Regions from separate parts of the Cricetulus griseus genome. Here region 1 is linked to region 2. The links are chromatin contacts, called in public Hi-C maps. All regions are on one chromosome and are shown on one strand. The core of a region is the stretch at or near the end of the contact, and the rest is flanking DNA. Distances in the headings are between cores, read along the strand shown. Region 1 has its middle 19 kb from the start of Desi2. Region 2 has its middle 35 kb from the start of Hnrnpu.

Evidence for each region. Hi-C and Micro-C count contacts between places; a contact is called where the count stands out from the background.
Region 1: a contact with region 2 is called in a Hi-C map of liver, with 3 times the contacts expected there. The contact joins two enhancer-like sites. A contact is called at or near these places in 2 of 8 Hi-C or Micro-C datasets (the CHO-K1 cell line and liver).

Annotation. Positions count from the first base shown.
Region 1 is chr5:15,941,464-15,947,111 of CriGri-PICRH-1.0, reverse strand. No RefSeq gene overlaps it. Among named protein-coding and RNA genes, the nearest start is that of Desi2, 19 kb to the right of the region's middle. Within about 2 kb of position 4,156, at least 4 of the 6 cell types and tissues checked have open chromatin away from gene starts, as enhancers often do. A contact at or near this core is called in the CHO-K1 cell line, where this site is marked.
Region 2 is chr5:15,850,915-15,856,553 of CriGri-PICRH-1.0, reverse strand. No RefSeq gene overlaps it. Among named protein-coding and RNA genes, the nearest start is that of Hnrnpu, 35 kb to the right of the region's middle. Within about 2 kb of position 2,268, at least 2 of the 6 cell types and tissues checked have open chromatin away from gene starts, as enhancers often do. A contact at or near this core is called in the CHO-K1 cell line, where this site is marked.

The DNA.
Region 1 (5,648 bases), core at 2,907-5,406, 89 kb before region 2:
TACCATGTACCACCAATCCACCTACTATATGTAATATATGAGTAGGAGAAATGGGGAAAAAAAGGAAAAGTCAAAGTTAGTTCACATATAAGTAATATAAAAATAGACACAGATACTAAAGTTATTGTTTGTTTGAGATAGGGTTTCTCTGTGTAGTCCTGGCTGTCCTGGAACTTGCTATGTAGACCAGACTGGCCTTGAACTCACAGAGATCTTCCTCTCTGTATCCTGTGTGCTGGGATTAAAGGCATGGACCATCACACCTGGCTTCTCATCCTTATGTACTGTGTGTCTTTAATCAGCACCACATTTTGTATCCTGGAAGAAAATGTTTTTATTTCTTTGGAATCTGAGTTCTTGACATGCCCTACCCACATATGCCTTGATTATAAATGAAAAATTGAGTGACTCCCAATTCCGTCACTCTGATTCTAAAACTCATATTCTGGCAGTGGGATTAAGAAATTCCTTGTCTTGGCACTGACCCTGAGTACTACCTCATTGTAAGAACTCTGCAGCTTCCTTGGTAACCTTTCATTCTGGCTTTATAGCTCTCATTACCATGTAATTTATTATCAAAACCTGAGGCTCGAAGAGTAAAGTGAAGCTTTGTTAGTATTTATATAAGAACAATGGGTGAATGTCAAAAATGTCCTAGGTCACCAGCAACAGAAGGTTACCCTATTAATACAAAAGATGCCTTGAAAGGATATCCACTACACTGGGAGACCAATGAATTCTGTGTATATCAGCCCTCTTGCCTTCTAGTTCTTTGGTCAGAAGCAATCTTGTTGGGACATGATAAAAATGCATGGCATTCAGGATGCCTCTGTCTAGTGCTTCAAGCAGAAGCTACACACAAAAAAAAGGGCAAATTCAAGCCCAAGCATGTCACAGGAAGAATCAGCCATCAGCAGATAGCTGTCTAATGCCTCTGGATTAATGCACCTGTGTGATGATTCAGACTGCCTGCTGCTGCTGCTGCTGCTGCTGCTGCTGATGGAAAATTCAACACTTGGTAGTGTCAGTATCCAGATCAGCCTAGTGGCTAGTGAAGCCACACCAGGCACCACAGACATGTTATTCATGATCCCACTGAAGAAATACTTGGATAGCTAGGAAAAGATGCTAGCTACAGGGCAGTCACATGACAAAGGAAAAGCCCCTTCTCTGGTGATAAACAGTCACTCAAGACCCAAACATTTGAACACTCCAGAATCTCACCGAGGAGCCTATTTATGCGTGCTTCCTTAAATTTCTCATCTGTTTTTATCTCTTCCATATCCTCACCATGTATCTAATATTCAATTCCCATCACAGTTATGGCACAGAGCAGCCCATTGTCCTCCAGGAAAAGTGAAGAAACACCTGCATGAAGCTTTGTACTCAGGAAGGCCTGTTCTTCTCCACTGTCCCTAAGCAGAGCCACAGCTGTCCACATCTGCATCACAGCAGTCTGCAAATCTCTTTCCTCTCTTTCCTTTATAGTCAGGAAAGCCATGAAGGACTCTCAATGTCTAAGCAAATGGGAGCTGTCAATCAACTGCTAAGTGCATGTGAGGCCATTTTTATACTTTATACTTTACTTTATCACTTGCCCTTCAGGACAGAATCACATCTGCTACAGATCACATCTGGCTTAGACATTAGAGATAACACATGGCCAAAGGCAGCCAAGGTTTCATGGTCACCCAGTGGTACAGGATCAGGTCAGGAGAGCCAAATCTCCGCACTGTTTGAATCACCTGCAACATGTAGAAAAGTTCTTTGCCCTGGGTTCCAGTCTAAGAGTTTGGGGTTTTTTTGTTTTGTTTTTTGTTTTTTTGGTTTTGGTTTTGATGTTTTGGTTTGGTTTTTTGGTTTTGGGGTTTTTTTGTTTTGGGTTTTTGGTTGTTGTTTTTCTGGTTTTGGTTTTTGGGTTTTTTGGTGCGTGTGTGTGTGTGTGTGTGTGTGTGTGTGTGTGTGTGTGTGTGTGTGTGTGTGTGTGATTTTTCCATTGGTTTAGCAGCTACAACTGAATCTTCTGGTATCTTAACAACCATCTGCAGCCCTGCTGCCCGGCAGTCAGCACTCTGCTGCTCAGGCTGAGATCTAGCAGGATTCCCAATCCCTACCAGTACCGGCTCAATCTCTGCTGCCAAATGTAGTTTTTAACTAAGTCTCTATCATTCTGTCTACCAATAAAGACTCAGGAGTCAGATGATGGAGTGAAAACCTGATGGCTCAGATGGGCCGAGAAGCAACCAGCTGACCTTCCTTTTGGCCAGAGAGAAAGCAAGAGAACTTCTCTCCATTGGTCCCAAACCAAAAAGACCATGAATCCCTAAGTCCCTCCCTACTCCTTCCTGTGTATGTCTGTCTTCCTGGTCCTCCATACTCTCTATGGCTAATTCTTATCAACTAGTTGCTGGCTCTGCCCCCTGACCCAAGGTTGATTTTATTAATACAGTCTCAGAGTTTCACAGTAGGATTAAATAACCTGGAACATATATGTCTATCCAAATGTGGTATAGGTTATCTCCAAACTCCAAAGTGGATAAAAATAAAGCAATAGCAGCAACAACAAAACAAGACAATTCTTTTATCTGGACATGAGCAGAAGGAGCAAGGAAGGACTTGGCTTTCACCTTCAAAGGCACATCAGGAGCCCCACATGTGTGGGCTTGTCACTCGTGTGTCACCAACTGCACTTAAATCTTACAGCATCCGGATACGGGATCAACACAATACCCATGAGATACTGTTCAAAAACAGACTCTGCAGCAGCAGGTTCATGGAGTGGAGGTAGTCCTGGGGAGAAAAAAAAAAAACAAACTGTTTCTGGTTTGTTCTGGCTGTGAGGTTAGTGGAACAGTGAGGGAGGAATACTTTATTAAATGAATGGCTGCTTCTTAGCTATGTGATTAGATAACCCTGGGAAGAGCCTCTACCGAGCTCATGAAAATCTTATCAGTGCCCCAGATTTGCCAGTCTTCCGGACACTTGGCCAGATGACTTAAAGAGAGGTGGTCTACATTTTACATCTCAGGTTTCTCAGGAAGCAGACTCTGTGGCATAGACTGATGTGTAGGAGGTTTACTGGGAAGTGGTCTGAGATCGCCACCTTTAGAGGAAGTGAAGGAAATAAAATTGGAGAGAGGAGGAAGTAGGAAAAACTGCAGCCCCAATGAAACCTGCAGTTGATTTCACAAGGAATACTAGAGTAGGGGTACCTGGCAGAGCTGCTCTGAACTGGCAGAAAGGGACAAGTTTCTCTCTGTGCCTCTGAATCACTAGCCTTTGAGATAGACTTTCCCAAAAAGGGGGTGTAACTTTGGCAGAGGTAAGTCCTGGCAGACACTGGTCCCCTTGAGAGGAAACAAATGCTTCAGGCCTGAAAAGAAAATCTCAGGGGCACATGCTTGGCAGTGTCTCCACTACCACCACATCCTTTGAGGTCCCTGTTCTAGGCCTGCCATGTTGATTTTAATTTACTGATTAATTTAACTTCATTTGTTTACTTATTTGCAATACTGGAACAGAGCCGAGGCCTCATACATGCTAAGCAAGTAACCTATCACTTGTTCCTTGTGAAATCAACCCAGACCTTGTCATATCAGCCAAAGAGGACCCATAATCAATTCTCCATACACAAAGATCCACTCCAGCCAAGTGTTTTCTACGATGGTTACCATACTTTCCTTCTCCAATAGTAAATCCATTTGGCTTTTGTGTCATTCTAACCATAATGGAAGAGCCCATTTCTATGGTAGCATCCCCTTCCTGAAACCTCAGGACTCTCCACTCAGCTTCTGATACGGATACAATTTTCAGTGCTGTGATGAACAGTTTCTTCTGGACCCAGCCTGAAGGTAGATGAGAAACTCGTATCTAATAAATTCACCTCAAACAGACCTCTTCAAACAGTCTTCACATTTTGTCATGCATGGTTCTTATTGTCAATTGACAGGAGCTAGAGTAACTAAAGACAAGTCACTGGATGTGTCTGTGAGGAACTTTTCTGGATTAGACTGAGGTAGGGAAGACCCACCCTAAAAACGTGGGCAGCACAATTCTGTGTGCTGGGGTCCCCAACCAGGTGAAAAGAATGTGAGCTGCGCTCTGGCATTCGTCACCCACAGCTTCCTCACGAGGGTGCTGTTGTCCTGCCTTCCCCACCGTGATAGACCACGCCCTGAACTGTGAGCCATGGTAATCCCCTTTCCTTTAGTTGTTTTTATCAGGGGTTTGACCTTAGCAACGAGAAAAGGAAGACAGGTTCGTTCCCATACAACAGATAACAAATCTCCAATAGCATTAATCTGATAGACACATTTTCTGTCCATCTGCCCTGTCACTTTCTGAAGGAGGAATGTTAAAGTGCCAGGCAGTGGCACACACCTTTAATCCCAGCACTTGGAAGGCAGAGAGGCAGATGGGTCTCTGTGAGTTGGAGGCCAGCTTGGTCTACAGAGTGAGTTCCAGGACAGTCAGGGCTACACAGAGAAACCCTGTCTCTGGGGAAAAAAGTTAAGTACTTGTCTACTTCTTTTCCTTGATTGTGAAGTTGTGTCTTTTTTGAGACAAGGTCTCCTACACAGTTAATCTGCAATCTCTTGCTTCAGCCTTCCAAATTATGTGATTACATACATGTCCTAACATCATCCGTCCATCTGTTACTACACAGTGACCCCTTTCTTTCTCTTTTTTGTTCATTTTTTCTGAGACAGTGTTTCTCTGGGTAGTCCTGGCTGTCCTGGAACTCACTCTGTAGACCAGGCTGGCCTCGAACTCATAGAGAAACCCTGTCTACCTCTGCTCCCCAACCCCAGTGCTGGGATTAAAGGCACACACCACTACCACCCCAACAGTGACACCTTCCAAGTTCTAACCATACAAAGAAAAATTCAGAACTAAGCAAATTGCCAATTTGTTCATAAGTGGTCAACAATCCCTATCTTTATAGGATTCTGAGAAGTACATTAAGTGCCTGGGTAAAAAGCCCCAACTTTACATTCTGCATACCACCTGGCATGTAGTAAATGCTCATTTAGCACCCATCTTCAGTGATCATAGGGCTCAGTATGCAATAGTTAATTGTGTAGTACTTCTGAAGATGCTTATGATTGTTCATTATTATTAATGTCATTATGACCGTTGCCTTGGAAACTACCACCCAACATGTGTAATGCTGTGAGGTTATCTAGCCTAAAGATGCATCAACAGAAAAACCATCATAACTGTTCTGTAAGTACAACTATCTATTGTGTCCTTGTCAAAAAAAATGACACATTAATAAGGTTACATATGATCTGACTGTTACCATAGAGATGCAAAGATTATTTTAAATACGTTCTGCTTAACCTTTAATACCATTTTTTCTAATTTGCAGTTTCTGTAACCTAACAGCTATTTTTGCGATTGAGACCTTCGGAGTGATTCCCCGGTAATGAGCAGTACCTGATAATGCTGCAGTTTTTTATGTATATGCTTGTTTTAGTTTTATTCTGTTTCCTGGCTTTACCAAGGCTGGCCTGGAACCCATGAATCTCCCATCTCAGCACAATGCCTAACAGAGAGAAATTATGCTGATCAAGGTCCAGGAAACAGCCATTTGCTTGGCCCCAGAAGAAAAAAAAAATCACACTAAGATAACTGCAGGTCCAGAG
Region 2 (5,639 bases), core at 1,019-3,518:
GAGAGAGTGAGTTAAGTCAGCTTCTTATACTATAATAAAATGCCCAAGGAAATACAACTTACAAAGAGGAAAGGTCTATTTTGGCTTATAGCTTTGGGGATCCCAAATAAATAAATATTATAATAAAACCGGGTTTATTATATCTACAATCAACTGGTCCTGTTGCTTTGGACCTGTGGTGGGAGCATAAGGAGTAATTTGGCCTCATGACCAGAAAGGAAGAACAAGACACCAGGCCCTTAATTCCGTCAAAGACATGGCCTCCAGTGACCTCCGACTTTCCAGTAACCCCACGTCCTAACGTTTCCACCATCTCTCGGTGGAGCCAGCCACCCTCTGGACCAAGATTTTAATGCACAGGTCTCTGGAGGACATTTAAAATCCAAACTACAACACTCCTGAGATGTTTGCTCTTGACAGGGGCCAGAAATGTGTGTCTTCCACTGTAAGGCACCATTCTGGAGACCAGGGCTGCCTCCCCAGCCCCTGGGGTGTCAGTGGGCACTGCTCTAGGACAGAAACTCTCCAGGAGGTTGCAAGGTTTTCTTTCTACAGAGGTTATGATGTAGGCCATTTTCAGAAAAGCACGAGCAAACACCTCATTAGTGTCTCAGAACCCCAGATAATGACTGCCACTATCACTTTGGACTCTGGGCCACTCAGGGAAGCTGGAGCCAGACTGAGAAGTCTAGGCCATTCCCATCTCTTGACTGCTTCAGGGTATGCCTGGTCACAGGGGGGGGGCAGGTCAGAGGAGCAGTCCCAGCAGCATGTAGAAGTCCCCTCTACTCCAGAGCACCACACAGGCTCACAGAAATGGCCACATGGGTAGCATCTTCAGGCCCTTGTGCACATGTGCGTCACAAATTACTGTGAACCATGAACAAAGGGCCAGATTCCTCCCTTTTCTGAGCCTTCAGTCTCTTCATTTATAAAACTGAGATTATTAAAACCTAAGCTTCGGGCTGGAGAGAGCACAGACTGCTCTCAGAGGTCCTGAGTTCAATTCCCAGCAACCACATGGTGGCTCACAACCACCTTGACTGAGATCTGGTGCCCTCTGCTGGCATGCAGGCAGAAGACTGTATACATAATAAATAAATAAAATCTTTAAAAAACAAAAACAAAAACAAACAAACAAACAAAAAAACCTCAGCTTCAACGGCACAAAGATTAGATGGGAATTAGGAAATAACTTGGTAGGTACCATGAAAAGTGAGATGCTAGTGAATTTGTGAGGAACCCTGCGTGTTCTGGCTAGTTTTAAGTCAACTTGACACAAGCTAGTCATCAGAGAGGAGGGAGCCTTAATTAAGGAAATGCCTCCATGAGATCCTGCTGTGGGCAAGCCTGTGCAGCATTTTCTTAATTAGTGCTTGATAGGGAAGGGCCTAGCCCATTGTGGGTGGTGCCATTCCTTCGCTGGTGGTCCTAGGTTCTATAAAAAAGAAAGCAGGCTGAGCAAGCCATGAAGGGCAAGCCAGTAAGCAGCACTCCCCCATGGCCTCTGCATTAGCTTCTGACTCCAGGATCCTGCCCTGTTTGAGTTCTCTGACTTCCTTCAGTGATAGACTACGATGTGGAAGTGAAAGCCAAGTAAACCCTTTCCTCCCCAAGTTGTTTGGTCACTGTGTTTCATCTCGGCAATAGTAACCCTAACTAAGACACGGTGTGACATTTTAATGTCCCCCAGAGGGTCATCATGCAGAAAGCACTTAGCAAGCATGAGGATCAGAGGTGAGTAGGATCATTCCAGAAGGTGTGGCTCCCCTCCCTCCCCTCTCTCCAGCTTCTGTGGGGAGAGGGCTGGGTACATAGCCAGGGGACAGAGGCTTCCCTTGAATGCACAAGGCCCTGGGTTTGATCCTCAGCATTGCAAAAACTTTAAGTTTCAAATTACATGTGTATGGTGGTGGTGATGGTGGTGATGGTGGTGATGGAGATGATGGTGGTGGTGACGGTGGTGACGGTGGTGACGGTGGTGACGGTGGTGACGGTGGTGACGGTGGTGACGGTGGTGACGGTGGAGGTGGTGGTGGTGGTGGTGATGGTGATGGTGATGGTGATGGTGATGGTGATGGTGATGGTGGTGGTGGAGGTGGGGTGGTGGGTGGTGGGGGTGGTGGAGATGATGGTGGTGATGGTGGTGATGGTGGAGGTGGTGTTGGTGGTGGAGGTGGAGGTGGTGGAGGTGGGGGTGGTGGAGGTGAAACGTGCCGGGGATTGCAGATGCCCATGAAGTCCAAAGAGGGCACCAGATTCCCTGGCTGGAGCAACAGCAGGCTGTGACTCAGTGGGAACCAACCTCTGGTCCTCTGCGGGAGCAGTAAGTGCTCTTACCTGCTGGGCCATTTCACTAGCCCGAAATGTTTTTAAGGTACTAATGAGAGCAAGTAAACCATCTTCAACCTTCTACGGGCATCCCATGCTTTCTTTCCTTGTCTTAAAAGAAGTAATCATTTCACTGGGCTTTAGTTTCCCAGCAACCACGTTCTGTTCAGTCTCCAGGGTTTTGACAATTCTTTGATGTGTGAGTCATATTAACAGTGTATTGCAAAAACTTCCTGTAAAGAAATGCAGCTTTGGAACGAATCCTCATGTCTTGCTTAACTTTGTTTGGCAGTCTGGTGATGTCTGTGGTTCTATTTGTTTTCAGACAGGATTGCCTGATATTGCCAGGTTCCTGGGCTCAAGTGATCCTCCTGTTCCAGGCTCCTAAATAGCTGGAACTACAACCATGCGTCACCAAACCAGCTGTGGACCTCTGCTAAGAACAATGCTTTTGTAGTTTTGGCTGTGAACCTAGTCTTTGAAAGGCTGAGACATCTCTCCAGGCCAAAACAATAGCCTTTATATGCATTTAAAAAAATAAAATAAGGGGCTGGAGAGATGGCTCAGCGGTTAAGAGCACTGGCTGCTCTTCCTGAGACCCAGGTTCAATCCCAGCACCCACATGACAGCTCACAACTGTCTGTAACTCCAGTTTCAGGGGATCCAACACCCTCACACAGACAGATCTGCAGACAAAACACTAATGTATACAAAATAAGATTAAATAAATTATTAAAAAGAAAATAAAACACAGGGCTCTATAAGCAGCTCAGTGGTAGGTCATAGGAAACTCCAGTTTAGTTCCAGCACTGGGAAAAAAAACTACCTAGAAAGGAAACAAGTCATATCGAATATCGTGAATACTCTGTTCTATTTTATTATTTTTGAAGATTTATTTTAAGCTGGGTGTAGTGGCACACGCCTTTAATCCCAGCACTCAAGAGGCAAGAGGCAGGTAGATCTCTATAAGGTTGAGGTCAACCTGATCTACAGAATGAGGTCCAGGACAGCCAGAGCTACATAGTGAGACCATGTCTTCAAAACAAAAGAAAAAAGGCCGGGCATTGGTGGCACACGCCTTTAATCCCAGCACTTGAGAGGCAGAGGCAGGTGGATCTCTGTGAGTTCAAAACCAGCCTGGTCTACAGATCGAGTGCCAGGATAGGCTCCAAAGCTACACAGAGAAACCCTGCCTCAAAAAAAAAATGAAAACAAAAAAAAGATTTAAATTATGTGTATATGTGTGTATCTCTGTGAGGGGCTGAAATGTGCGTGCAGGTGCCCGTGGAAGACAGGCATCAGAACCCCTGATAAACTGGAGTTACAAGTGGTTGTGAGCCACTGGACTGGGTGCTGGGAGCCAGCTGCTAACCTCAAAGTCATCTCTCTGGCCCATATTTTTACTCATACGCATCTGTGTGGTGTAAGTGCACACGATGGCAATTGTTCTTGGGGGTCAGACAAAGGCGTTGGATCCCCTGGAACTGGAATTACAGGTGGTTGTGAGTCACCTGATGTGCCGGCTGGGAACTGAACTCAGGTCCTCTGCAAGAGCCATATGTCTTCTTAGCCACCCCACCATCTATCCAGCCCTCAAATAGCTTTAGATATTTGATGAATTCCCATTCAATGGCAAGGCTGGACTGTAAGTGTAATAGCATGGCTCCAGCAGTGTCAAGGAGTGATGGAGGAGCGTGTGCCATGGGACACAGAAGCAGCTGTGGTGGGGTGGGCTGCCAAGGTGGCTCTGTGAGCTGCCGGGCAAGCATGAGGACCTGAGTTCAAGACGCAGAACCCATGTTTTAAAAGCCAGCCATGGCGGTGCATGTTTGTAATTACAAAGGAGACAGAGAAAAGTCATGTGCTTGCTGGCCAACCAGCTAGCCTACTTGTTGAGCTCCAGGGTCAATGAGAGTCCCTGTCTTTAAAAAAAAAAAAAAGTGGCTAGGCACACCCTTACCCATGTGCAGATAGCTGACTGGCATCTCTTGATGACAAAAATCACAGGACCTAACCTTGCCACTGTGGTGTGTTGCCTGGCTTTACAGCAGAAAGATGTTCGGGTTTAGTTAGAAGTTTGTAAATTCCGATCAAAACTTGATGGCACACACTGGTAGGACTTGCTGGAGGTGGAGGCAGGAAGATCATGAGTTTGGGGCCAGCCTGGGCTACAAAACAAAACAAAACCAACCCACTCTCAGGACCGTCCTGTACTCTTTGTCCAGCTTTAGAATCCCACCCTCAGTTGCTGTTCAGGCACTCAAGATGCTGAGAGGAATGACAAGTCCATAAGGTCATGGCCAGCCAGGGTAACACAGCAAGGCCATGTTCCCCCAGTCTCAACTGAAGAGGAGACCTGTGTCACTTCTCCGCCTTACTTCATCCACTTTTAAAAGAATTACTATTATCCAGGCGCTGGTGAGGGTTGCAGCTTGTGCGTCATACCTCATGAATCATGCCAACACATCAAAAGGCTCGGATGGGAGAAGCTGAGTTATCTTCCTTTTCTTGCCTGGGTAAGTCTGTATGCATCCCCCCACCCCTCCCTCCACCCCACCCCACCCCCCCACACAATACAAAATACATGGTTTTCCAACCATGAACTTTAGCTCTGTTTCTCTCTTTCTGGGAGTCTGGTGCAGGAAGGTTGCCTGCTTTAAGGGTGTTATGTATTGTTTAAGGTTGCCCATTCAGGACGGAATTCACTCTCCCCTTTCTCTTATCTCTGCAGTGCTGAAGCAATGCCGTGCTTGAGAGCTTTCCAGCTTACAAAGCACCTTCATAAACATCTTATGTGACTGTTTTGAAAACTTGATAGAAATAATTCTTATTTCTACGGACCAGTGACCTAAACCCAAGAGAGGTTAGGTGACCTCCCAGGAGCTAACATTTCTTTATACCAAGTAGGCTACTGTTGTCATCACTGTGATGAAACACCTGAAGAAACCGGTTTAGGAAGGAAGGGGGAGTTGACTTTGGGGGACAGTTTAAGGGCACAGTCTACATGGCAGTAGGGCTGTGGTGAGCCCACTCCTTCTACAGTCATGTGCTCAGCTTACCTGCCTTCACCTTTTTATTCTGTCTGGGACCCCAGGCCATGGAATGACACTGCCTACTCTTCTGGGTGGGGGTGGGAGGTGGCCCTGGCTATCCTGGAACTCACTCTGTAAACCAGGCTGGCCTCGAACTCAGAGATCTGCCTGCCTCTGCCTCTGCCTCCCAAGGGCTGGACTGAAGGTGTGCGCCACCATCACCCAGCTGGTACAATGTCCACTCTGTAGCGTGGATCTTCCCTCACCAGTGAAATC